3 separate regions of the Gossypium hirsutum genome follow, and regions 2 and 3 are each linked to region 1. A link is a contact called in public Hi-C data. All regions are on one chromosome and are shown on one strand. The core of a region is the stretch at or near the end of the contact, and the rest is flanking DNA. Distances in the headings are between cores, read along the strand shown. Region 1 holds the start of LOC107896638. Region 2 holds the start of LOC107895503. Region 3 holds the start of LOC107916189 (COBRA-like protein 7).

Evidence for each region. Hi-C and Micro-C count contacts between places; a contact is called where the count stands out from the background.
Region 2: a contact with region 1 is called in a Hi-C map of leaf, with 3 times the contacts expected there. The contact joins the promoter of LOC107895503 here to the promoter of LOC107896638 in region 1. A contact is called at or near these places in 14 of 34 Hi-C or Micro-C datasets (callus, hypocotyl, leaf and 2 more).
Region 3: a contact with region 1 is called in a Hi-C map of leaf, with 2.3 times the contacts expected there. The contact joins the promoter of LOC107916189 here to the promoter of LOC107896638 in region 1. A contact is called at or near these places in 4 of 34 Hi-C or Micro-C datasets (callus and leaf).

What each region holds. Positions count from the first base shown.
Region 1 is chrD10:51,414,473-51,418,710 of Gossypium_hirsutum_v2.1, reverse strand. It overlaps LOC107896638, which reads left to right and starts at 1,250. Exons shown (of 6, transcript XM_041102531.1): 1 at 1,250-1,528; 2 at 2,508-2,712; 3 at 2,862-2,920; 4 at 3,028-4,238. The coding sequence starts at 2,595.
Region 2 is chrD10:51,555,110-51,559,359 of Gossypium_hirsutum_v2.1, reverse strand. LOC107895503 reads right to left here and starts at 1,854. Exons shown (of 3, transcript XM_041103233.1): 1 at 1,635-1,854; 2 at 1,305-1,558; 3 at 1-539. The coding sequence starts at 1,793. The coding sequence ends at 161. LOC107896633 (protein FAR1-RELATED SEQUENCE 11) reads right to left here. Exons shown (of 5, transcript XM_016821835.2): 4 at 4,177-4,250; 5 at 3,024-4,078. The coding sequence ends at 3,221.
Region 3 is chrD10:51,662,132-51,666,202 of Gossypium_hirsutum_v2.1, reverse strand. It overlaps LOC107916189 (COBRA-like protein 7), which reads right to left and starts at 2,180. Exons shown (of 2, transcript XM_016845337.2): 1 at 1,328-2,180; 2 at 1-847. The coding sequence starts at 1,874.

The DNA.
Region 1 (4,238 bases), core at 1-2,500:
GGTAAAATTACATTTAATAGTTTTATAATAATATCTTTGTAAATATCCAAATTCGCTCATGTGAACGTTTTAACAAATAATACAATCATAAATTACATAAATATTTATTCGAAAATATATTTTAATTCAAAGATATTTATTAACTTAATATACAAAGCTATAAATATAAATTTATGTCTCAGTGACAAAAACTTTAAGCAATTAATTTAAGCAAGTAGCTGGAATATTGCCCTTGCTAAAATTGGGGTCCAAGGAAATTCAATGTTCTTAGGATGGTGTTAGAAAATGGAAAATGGTTCTGATTTTTAGTTTTTAATATTATGTATTATTAATGGTGTTAGTGTGAGTCATTTTGGGTTACTAGAGGTACATTTTACCGTTTATATTCAGGATTTATGATTATCCTTTTAAATAATGTCATCTTTAAAACTCGAACTTTATTTTCTTATTGAAAGTGTAATGTGTCTTGCCATTACATTCAATCACTTGTTAGTTTACATCAATCTTTATAGTTTAATGTTAATTAAAATAAGTTATTTTAATTTAATTTTTTTATGTCTTTAATTTTTTGTTGAGAGGTTTTCTATGCTATAAATTATAATTTGATTCTAGTTCATTTTTATTAAATACAAATAGAAAATAAAAATATTACCACTTTATTAATTTTAAATTTAAAATTTATTAAAATATAATGTACCTTCGTACATTGCACAAGTTTAAAACTAGGTATAATTATTTAAGAAAAAATATTTATTTTATTATTACGAGATATTGCACGATCACAATAGGAGTAGAATTTTTAAAAAAATTACTTTTAAAATATTTATGAAAATAATAAAAGTAAAATTTGATGCATTTTTTGAAATAAATATTTTTAAATTAAAAAATATGGGTGTTCTTAAATTTATTTAATAAAATATATTAAAATTAATTAAATTCATAAATTAACTTCTGATATCGATTAAAGGCCCACTTGAATTTTTTTAAAAAATAGGCCCATTTGATTAGACATTGAATTACCAAGTGGCCTCAAATTTACAGAAAAGGGATTTGAACACGTGTTTACCAATCCACTAAGTAGTACACAAACTAATGGAAACCCACTTGTAAGTTTATCAGAATTCCCAGGAACAGTCAAAAGTCTGTTTGGAATTTGAAATCTCGACCCTCTTAAAAGAGACGTTATAGGCTTTTTAATTCCACTTCGTTTTAATAATGATTTAAATTAAATTACAAAATTTTAAGCAAAACAATTTTAATTTTATTATTTAAAAAAAAATGGAAAACCCCTATGCTATTATTTACTCTGTCTCCATTTATTGCTTTGAACTACATCACACATTCACACATACACACAAACACACAGTCCTTTTCTCACTCTCAAAGGAGGAGCCTTTCACTTTTGTTTCTCCCAAAAATCTCAAATTTAAGCTGAACCCCATTGCAATGTTCTGTCTTTTTCTCTATATTTAATTTGAACCATGAAATATTGTTGCATTTAAGCTGATCTCATTCATTGGTTTTCTGTGTAAGTCTTTTTCTTCCATTTAAAGTTCTGGGTTTCTTTTTGTTTCTTTTTTTTTTTTTGGGGGGGGGGAATTTGGCAATTGCTTTTCTTATCAAATTGCTGTTTATTGATCATTGTGTTGTTGGTTTGAGCCTGTATGTTTATTTGTTGTTTGTCAAATAATTGTTTTCTTTAAAGGATTGTGCCCTTAAAATATTTGAATCTAGTCTTCTTGATGGATGTTGAATTAAATTGAATTGCTTGCTATATTATAGGGGCAATTTCTCTCTTTCTATCATTCTCAGACAGCCTTTTATTTGCAGATTTTATTAGAATTGGGATCTAAGGTGTTTTTTTTGGTAAAATGAGAGTATGCAATTAGTTTCTACAATTTTTTTTTTTGTTAATCCCCCTTAGTACCATAGGAACTTCATCTGTTAAAGCTAATTTCAAATGGTATGATATTGTAGAGATGTTGATATAGAAGGGCTTTGACATTGTAAGTTGCTTGTCACCGGAAAGTGTGGGAATAAAAGAGCTAAATATCTTAAGAATGAGTGCATTGTGATATAGATTTAAGATGGTGACAATGTGATTTTTGTGTTCATTTCATGTTCTTATATTGTCTTGTTTGTTTGACAAATTTTAGCTGTTTGAAATTCTGCCAAGTCAATGGCAGAAAAAAAGGTGTACAATGTCTAGTTAAGTGGGATGAAAAATGAAGATACAGATGCTACATTTGGCTTTTGTGTTTTTAGAGATCTCAGGGTAAGAAGAAACTAGTTCATCTCCATTGATAGGCTTTTAACATCCTTTTTATAGGGTACCAGATAGATATCTGATCTTCCATTTCATCTGATAAAATATTGACTGAAATTACAAAGAAAGCTCCTATCTTGGAGTGTTGAATAGCATGCATATGCTTTTTAGAAAAAAAAAAAAGTCAGAATTTCAATTTGGTCCATACTTAACTGTTTGTTGTGTCTAATAATGTCTGCAGATGGATTTGGCTGGTGGAGTGGAGTTTCTGTTTCTCTTGTATCATTTGCTTGTATAAGTTAAGCAGTTCAAATTCTGCTTTTACACAATGGGGGTTGACAAAGAAGGACCGAAAAATGGAGGTTATGTCGGTGGATTTTTTCAGCTATTTGACTGGAAAGCGAAATCTCGGAAGAAGTTATTCTCTAGCAAGTCTGATTTTCCAGGTATAACTGTCTTCCCTATACAGATAAGAATGCAACATGTTTGTTGGCTTGCATGGCAAGCATATGCAATTGCAAATTATATTCTTATGCTATAATACCATCTTTTTTTTTATGTTTGCTAATGTTTTCTTTCCCCTTCAATTTTTTAGAGCGATCAAAACAGGGAAAGAGAAATGATGGGAACTTGCCGATGACACGACTCCATCTGGTGAGAAGTAGCAAATCTCAGTTGAATTCAGGGTTGATCCTTTTACACTCTTGAACAGTAGCACTTCAATCGAGATTCCTTTACAATTGTTGCTGTGATTATTGCAGACTGATGAGGATGAACTTGGAGCCGGGACAAGCATAAAGGGAAGTAGCGATTATAGTTGTGCTTCCTCAGTCACAGATGATGATATGTATGGTACTAGGGCCCCTAGTGTGGTTGCCAGGCTTATGGGATTAGATTCATTACCCACATATTCCGAGCCGTACTCCACCCCTTTGTTTGACACTCAATCTCTTCGAGATGCTCATTTCCGGAATAGAAACCTTAATTATCATCATGACAAACTAGGAGTTTATCCTGGAGATCTTTTCAGTAAGATTGAGGGCTCTGCGAGGAACTTTATGGAGTCAATGCCTCAGAAGACAGTCAGCAAGCCTATAGAGAAATTCCAAATCGAAAGTTTGCCCCCTAAGGCAGCTAAAACAATTCCCATTACCCACCATAAACTTTTGTCTCCTATCAAGAGTCCTGGTTTTATTCCGATTAAGAATGCGGCTCACATAATGGAAACAGCTGCACGAATTATTCAGCCTGGCCCACAAGCCACAACTAGAGCCAAAATGCCTCAGGTTGGTTCGTCCTCAGTGCCGGTGAAAGTTCGTGATTTCAAAGAAAAAATGGAGGCTGCGCAAAAAATGCCTGTGGTCAGATCTTCTTCTGTGCCCTTGAAAGCTCAAGATTTAAGAGAGAAAACAGAATCTGCACATAATACATCGAGGCTCACTGAAAGGACTAGAAGGCCAGTTGAGTCAAATGCGGCCAAGTATCTTAAAGGACAATCTTTGAACAAGAGCTGGAATGGATCCATAGAGACAACATCACCCAGGACTTCTGATACTGAAGAAATTTCTTCTGCTTTAAAGAATAAAGGGAAGTCGATATCACTTGCAATCCAAGCTAAGGTCAATGTGCAGAAAAGAGAAGGATTAGCTTCGAGCAGCAACCGGAATTTGTTAGGGTCGAAAGACCAGAGTGAGGTTAAGTGTAGTCAAGCCTTCAAGAGTCAACCAAGTACTCAAAAGAGTTTGCATAAGAAACCTTCAATGCACAATTCTTCTAGTGTACTCAGGCAGAACAATCAGAAGCAGAACTCTATAGCTGATAAGGACAAATTACCTTCAAAGAATGCGGGTGCCAATTCGCACAGTAGAAAAGTGCTCTCTGGGGATTCTGCTTTTGCGCAACATAGAATGTCAGTTAAAACTGTTGGAAACTCCAAAACTGGCTCGAGGAAGTTGGGCTTAGTTACAGCGGA
Region 2 (4,250 bases), core at 605-3,104, 140 kb before region 1:
AAAGTTATATACTTTTTTCATTGTATAAAAAATTATCATTTACAAAAATCAAAAGAGTAATTTTTTTTTGCTTTTGGTATATCTAATGCAAATATAGCTCTAGTTTGTGCCTTCAGCTTTTGCCCCAGGCACCCAATTTGCTTTGCTCTAAATACAACCATCAAATTGCTTTCTGAAATCCCCCGGAAAACGAAAACGGAGGTGGTTGGTTAGGCAACTCTGTGATCACCGGGTCTTCTCTCGCCATGGTTGTCAACCGATGTGGTGGCGAACCAGGTGGCGATGTGTATAGGACGGTGGTTTCAAGTACCTGTTGGCGAACAAGTTGCTGTTGTTGGAACAACTTTTGGGCATGTAATGCAGTCAAGTAGAGGCCAGCCGCCAAGAAAACAGTCATCAATGTCAACACACCAGCCGCACAAAACAAACCTTCTCTGATTATGAGACAGCTTTCTCTCGGTTTCGACCAGTTTTTCAAATGTCCCGATTCCACACTTAGCCCTATCAACAACAAAATCTCCGCCACCGCAAAGCAAAGCCTGAAATTGAAATCAATGAAAACTTCAGCTGCTTTGCCTTTATAATTGAATTAATCGCACCAAAAGTCCTCAAATTATCGGACATTTTAAAATTGATCCTGAAACTTTAAAATCATCTTTAAAATATCATTTTAGTCGTCAACTTAAGCATACTGACATGAACCAAATTATAAATATATGTGTACCAACCGCATAGAGAGTTTGAATTTAATATGATAAACAATGGATGATGTGATGATGTTAATAAAATTTAAAATGACTATTTTTAAGCTTAAATGATAAAAAAAGTTCTCCTAAATTAATAATCAATTCGATCTCTACTGAAAAAAAACACCTAAACCTAATTGAGTCCTTAGTAAAAAATTAATCTAAAAATTTTGATAGCTTAATTGATTGTTAATTTTCTATTAAACCCTCATTTAATTGATTATTTATTTATTTAAATAAGTTCAGCTTGTTATCCATAAAGTAAATATATATGTATCTACAAAACCGTAGTCAAAGGTAGCCAAGTTATTTAATGTTTAAGCTAATGTTTTAAGGACTCAATGAAAACTTCTACAGTGTAAGTTCGAATTTAGAATTTGTATCATAGTTTGATGTAAGATATAATTAACCTTAATAGTTTAAAGAAAAGGGTAATCGAAATTCTTAAGCAGCATAGGAAAAAAAAACTGGAGAAAGGGCACGAAAATGAAGTAATGCAATTGAAGAGGGCGGTGAAACTCAGAATGAAGGCTGATAGTGTATGTTTGAGAATGTTACCAAGTGGTGACAAAGAAAAATCCAGCCTGCCAGGTGAGAGTCTTGAACTGAGTGGAATCAGGATCCCATGAAAGCAGAACCGGCGGCGGTGATTTACTCACCGCAATCAACATGTACATATGTTCCACCAACATCACCACTGCAAGTCCCACAAATGCCACTGCTGAACACAACAATGCCATCTTCCCGCTTCCACTGTATATGCATTCATATTTCACGTCTTTCCCATCTTCTCCACTCTCCACCCATTTTTCCTACGCCACATCATGTGTATATCAACGAACTGAAGCGAGGACATAAAGGGAAAAGGGGAGGGGGGGAGTTAAGTACCTGGGAACGAGTGGCTTCGGCTATGAGGCAAAGTACGAAGCAGAAGAGACCACATATGATGGTGACAACTATGAAAGCAACACCGGTTTTGCTGCCTAATTCGGTGCTTCGACGACTTGGGGCGAGATCAGCATGTGTGACACCTACTGTTTTAGGCATTTTTGGGCAATAAAAATGGAATTCATGCAAGGAGTTGATGGGCGGGCGGGGAATTAAATGGTTTGCGCTACCAAAACTAAAGGAATTATAGAATAGCTTGGAGCAAAGGTTGCTTAAAGCCCAAAGATTCCAATGATTCTGGCCTTTACTGTGAAGTTATTCACATTGATTGTGGCTTTTTCTATAATTTTTTTAAAGATGGCCACAATGGGGGTCGCTTCATCATAGACACGTGTAAAATGTTAGAGACTTCACCGTCTGTTATCTCAAAGTGCATTTCCCATCCTTTCTTTTTCTTTACCTTTGCCTCAAAGTGGAATTTCTTAGCCATTGCAATTGTAATAGATACGAATGTTACTGTTTCAGCTCACATTATGATTATTTTTTATATTCTCTATGTCACATTAAATTTTGATTTAAGTTAGATTTTAATTTTTAAATTAAAACCTTAAAAAAATCAAGATATGAATTATATTTTTTTGGGGAAGTTAAATAACAATTTTATCAAGTACATGGTCAAAGGTTCTTATCTGTATATCCTCACTAAATAGGAATAAACTTTCCCATTACTGGTTTTTTCCATTAAGATGTTACTTAACTTAGCATTGGATCCCACAAACATTGGAAATCGGATTGGTATATCAAATTAATTGACCGATTAGTTCAAACAAAAAGATTAAATCAGTTAAACTACGAACTCTTTGAATCGATTAAATTAGGATAAAATTTTGATCAAGTTTATGGTTGAATTGAATTTTATGATTCTATGATTTTTTTTATAATCTATTTAATTAAAACTGAATCGATGATTAAACCAATCAAATTAAAAATTGATAATTTGACTAATTCGATTATTAATTTACCATGGACATTTTAACAAAATTTTGAAGTTTAGAGATTGAATTACTATAAAAATGAAACTAAACAGGTTTGGCTTTCAATGTTGACCAAACAAAACATAAAGTTCCTAGATGCCTAAAGTTTCAATTGTTGAGATTTGCCAATTTTAGAGAAAGGAATAATAACCCAACAAAGTGATACCCCCCTGAAAGAACAAATGCGACAATGACTTAAAGAATATTAATGTCGGTTTGCCGCAGTGCCTTCTAATCTTCTCTGGTTTATTCCAAGAATATATTACAATTATATAATTAATTCATCTTTCTGCATAAACTTCAAAGTTTATGTTCCACAAAGTTGTTACTTATACAGTAGAATAATTTTAAAAAATAAAAACAAAACTATCTTTAAATGATGGTATTTAGTGAATTTAAAGGTTTGAATCTGACACTTGTAATCCTAAGACAGATCTTCATATTTGGATTTATGGGATTCCTTTTTTCCATCTAAAAATGTGGAAGAGTAACTAACAATAACATCAAGCATTTGTTGTTTGTAAACCTACTAATGGTTTCTAATGCTTCAACTTAAATATATCCTAATGCATCTCCATTCAAATTGTCCCCTTCCATCATTGGACAATCTGATGAATCATGTTCGAAATGCCCACAGCAAGAATCGGAATAATGTCTTCGTTTTCGAGTTATATCGATCCCATCTCTTGGCCTTCTATCCTTCAGCTTTCCTGAAGTGAGAGGTTCATGAGAAGTCCCCATTGTAAAGCTTCGAACAATTCCATCTGTATCTTCTACCTCTGGTAAGATCAAATCCGATGGACAATTGTATACGATATCATTTGCACTTTGTGTCGTCCTAGGAAGGTCCTTGATGTGGGAAAGAACCATGGCGGTTTGCTCACAAGCAACATCGAGGCGTTCCTTTGTTTCGATTGACTCTGCTATGAGTGCTGAAGTCAAGGACTCTAACAACTGAATCTTTTCGGAGTGCTCTCTCGTTGCATTGCTTAATGGGTTTATGGAAGACGAACTATTCAAACGCCAACGGCTGGGCAGGTATGGGTCTGGAATATGGAAACAGTTATTACTGGATAGAACACGAAGAACATGCCTGCAAAGAATACCTGCAAACTCAAAATGATGGCAACTACAACTAATCTGCTCTTCACACAGAACGCAGATCACTTTACACCCTCCATCCATTTGGGTATGGTGTTTGACCTCGAAGCAGCCTTCATCAACCACAAAGGATGCATATTGTGGAGCCAATAAAAGCTCTTCTTGGAGCTTACCAAAGGCATACGGTGTAAGAACAGTAGCCGCATGAGATTCAATTGGTGACCCTGTTTTAAGGCAGACTTTCTGCAATTTCCTCGGCTGCTTTTGCTTAGAACCAGCCCGGTCATTGAATTCAACAACCTCAGCCACCTACAAAAGAAAAAGATGTTCAATAAGATTTGGCATAGTAAAATAAATCTATATCAACAAAATACGGAAGGAGGAAAAAAAAATAAAAAATTGCGCACTTGTTCTACAAAACGATCTAGTCGGGACTGTGCACTCAAAATCCGTTGGATGAAAGTAGTAGTAGTCTCTGATT
Region 3 (4,071 bases), core at 931-3,430, 250 kb before region 1:
AACGGAAAGAGAAGTGCCTCGGGTGGAAGAAGAACTGCTGGAGCTGTTGTACTACAAGTGCGAGCCGTGTTGCTAGGACACCCACATGCACAAGTTCTGCAGGGAACAACTGAATCGTTGTAGTAGGAAGAAAAGGACACACAGCACTTGGGGCTTGCACCCTTGGGATGTGTAATATTGCAGACCACCTGCCAGCTAGCAACTGCGGTCGTATTTGATGGCAAGCCACTTGGGTCTGGGAATTGGCTAGGGCTTACACGAACTGGTGGGCCACATTTGTAATCAGGGTTCAATGAGCCATTGATCTTCCAATTTTGTGGAGGAGAAAGCTCAGAGCGGTTGAGGTCTGGTGGCATCTTAAAGACCTGCATCTGGAATACTGAACTTGACTTGCTAGGGTCCATTGATGGCGGCAATATTGTACCATTTCGGCAACAATTTGGGATCAGTCCAAGGGTTGTATCATTGGCCTTTGTAGGTGGCAGATCGATAATTGTTGGCCTCCTCTCACAATTCAACACATTGGCAAAGTCTAGATCTCTATAGTGTTGTCCTTGCGTGCCAAATATGCAGTCAGATGAATCAACGACATATGGATAAGCCCCTTTCATGGTATATATAAACTCATCCCTCATCCAATCAAAGCTCAACTTCCAATTATCAAGACGCCCAAGGGGGTTATGGTTCGAGATAGTAACCTGCGCCCAATAGTTCGAATCATAGGTTCTGGTCACATCATACATAATCGTAAGATCGCCACTTTGCCGAGGAAGGAATTCCTCATCTATGGTAACGTTCGCTTTGAATTTCGGGTCTTTCCTGCAACAAACTTGCATCTCGTTTTTACCTGGAAGAACCACCACCAGTAGAACATACACCATCAATATCCCAAAGGCATATTCAGTGAAATCCAACAACTAAACTAATAATGCACAAGACTATGATTAAACAACAACATTCAGCCTAATTAGGAGCATAAAAACATTGAAACATGGTCAAAGGTTGTTCTTTTTTTCTTTTCAGTCTCTAGTCAGCCTTGGTTAACAAATTCACAATTAAACAGCTAAAGTAATAAAATCTTATACTAAGAAACAGAAATATCCCATAGGTTCAACCCAACATATGACCCCAGACATTAGGCTTACAGATTCTACTCAGAATTGTTGAGATTCTTATAAAAATGATTCATTTTTCACCTAGAAAACGCCTTCCAATTAAACCTTTCTCAATTCCCACTTTTTTTTTTCACTCAATCACTATAACAAAATCAAGCATTCAAAAGAAGATAAATAAACTAAAATTTACCCAAGTTTTATTTAATTATTACCTTGCATGGAAGCCTTGGGACAAATAAACCCATCATTAGCAAGCTGAATATTTTTAGGCAAGGGCACATCAGGAGCCGCCACTCCGAACTGAGTTCCAAGAAGCTTAACTTGAACTTGCATCTGAGTCAAATCCCCCGCCGTTTCAATCGCCGTTTTGAGATCACTCATCGGGAACCCAGCGAAAACGGTGCCGTTCCCCACATTGGCAGGCAAACTCGTCCCGTCAGCCAAAACCGCATTCGAAGCGGAAACCAAAAACTCATCGTTTTGAAACTCCACGGAAACCTTCCACGATTTAAGCTCCTCATCGCCGTTGTTGAGCACCGTCAAAACCGACTCGAACCTGTAGGGCTGGTGGGTAGGATCGGTGGGTTTCAACTTGGTCCCGGAACTGTAAGCATAAGACAAGAAGATCCCGTTGCAAGAATCAGCGGCCGGAGACGGAGCCTCGACGACGTCGGATTGGGAGAAGGAGAAGCTCAAAAGGGAGAAAAGGAGTGAAAACTTGAAGAAGAAGTGGGTATTGCAGTTCAAGTAGAAAGCCATTGATTTGTAATTTGCTGCCAAAGCTTTTGGTTTACAGAAAAAAAGGAAAGAAAAATGAAAGAATTTGTAGCGAAAGGAAACGCGTAAGACGAGGAATTGGTGTGGTTGGATTGAAGCTTTTGGACAGCTTAGTAGAGGATGGAATTTGAAAGCATGATTTTTTTGATTATGTCTGAGAATGGGAAAAAACAAAAAAAAGAAATATTTTAAAGCCGACGATGACGCTGTTTGGTTAGGTTTCTAACTTTGTTTGGTTTTTTGCTTCTATTTTTTTTTTTTATAAAGTTAATTTCACCCACCGTCCGACCCTCGTTTTAAATCCAGCCTTCAACTTTTTCTATTAAAACTGTTATAAAAAAATATTTATAAAAATTTTGAGGTTTTCAAAGTATTTTTAAAAACTATCCTTCACTTTTTCTTTTCTTTGGTTTCATTTATTTTTAGTTTTAAATTTTAAGAGTTCTAACATTTTTTTAAAACTTTATTTTTAATTACATCACATAAGGCTTTACGTGTTATTTAATGGTATAATTAACTCAATAATGGAAGGACACGATCAATAATTTAATGATGTAATCAGAATATGTTGAAGTTTATGGACCAATTTAAAATAAGAGTCATAATTTAAGAATTTTTGTGCAATTAACTCTTTTTAATTGCTTTCATTAAGAAGCATAATATGCGGGTTAAAGACAAAGTAAATATTCATATATTTTATTGATGCTTTTTGTGAAAGATTATTGATGCAAGTACCTATATGTTTTAGTATATCATTTTCCATTTATCGTTATTTTTAAAATTTATTTTATATATAATATTAATAAAGAATAAAGAATAAAATTAAATAAATCTCAAATATAAAATACATTTCAATAAACTTTACATACCCATTTCATCATTAAAAAAAATTTCGTACATTAAACTATAAAATTGTTGCATATTATGCATATAACAATCCAATATTTAACAAATCGAAATTTATTCCAAAACGAATTCGAAAGCATATTGTTCTGCTTTACCGTCACAACAAAACACTCTGACTAATGCGAGTGATTGATTCTGTTTGTTTTTATAATATTTTTTTGTGTGTTTTGAATTTTTTACCAATTTTAAACTAATATATATTAATTAAAAACATAAAATCTAAATAAATAACATTTTTTAGATTATGTAAATCAAATTATAAGTGAAGTGGAAAAAATTTGTGCCAGGTCAACATTCCTTTTTTAAGTTTGGAAAAAGGATGATACATATGATTGAGTTGATATCGTAAATGATTTTATTTAATTTTAATTTCGTAGATATTACAATATTATTTGATAAGAGTAGAAAAGGACAAAGGAAAAGGAGAGAAGTTGCCGTTGTAATAATGAAGGCGTTGAGGATTGGCTCTTTCTCTATTTTGAATTTGTGTTCAAACTCATTGGGTGGCGTGTGCAAAAGGGATAGGTTCCAACCGTTGTTTTAATGGGCTCCACTTTTTTTTTTTTTCTAAATTCTATTTTTGAAACTTTATAATATAATATTAATAAATTATAAAGTTGGAATCTAAATTTTCTTTTGATTACCCATAATTCCTAAATTATATTTGATTACCCAAAGTGATACTTTAATTATTCCCTTTTCTCCGAATTACCCCTTTCATTAAAAAATTTTCATGACTAATTATTTTGTGATGCACAATATTTTTAAATTAAATTAAATTATAAACAATCAAATTAAATTAAATTAAAATGTTTTAATTTTTTTTTACACTTTCTCTCTTCCCACAAGTAATGCACTTTAGATAACTTTTCTTTGCATTTCTTCATTAAATTTCTCCCCAATATTTGGATTTCATATTTTATTTCGGTTTATTTAGTATTAACTTTATACAAAATACATAGAAAAGAACGAAGAAAGTTGTCACTAAGAAACCTAATACATAGGTTATGAATTGAGGTGAGAAAGGAATCAAAATTGAGGTTCAAAAATAGAAAAAAAGCTTGCCAAAATTTGGATTTTGTCACCAAAAGTAGGGTTTGGATGAGTATTTTGATGAAATTTTTAATTTTTCGTCGTTGAAGTTCTTGAGTAAAGAACAAAATAGATGAATATATTTATACTTTAAAAAAAGAGATTAAGAAAATAATATTTAACTTTTTTTGAATTTTTTTAGTTAAAATTGTCACATGTCACAATATGATTGGCTAACTGC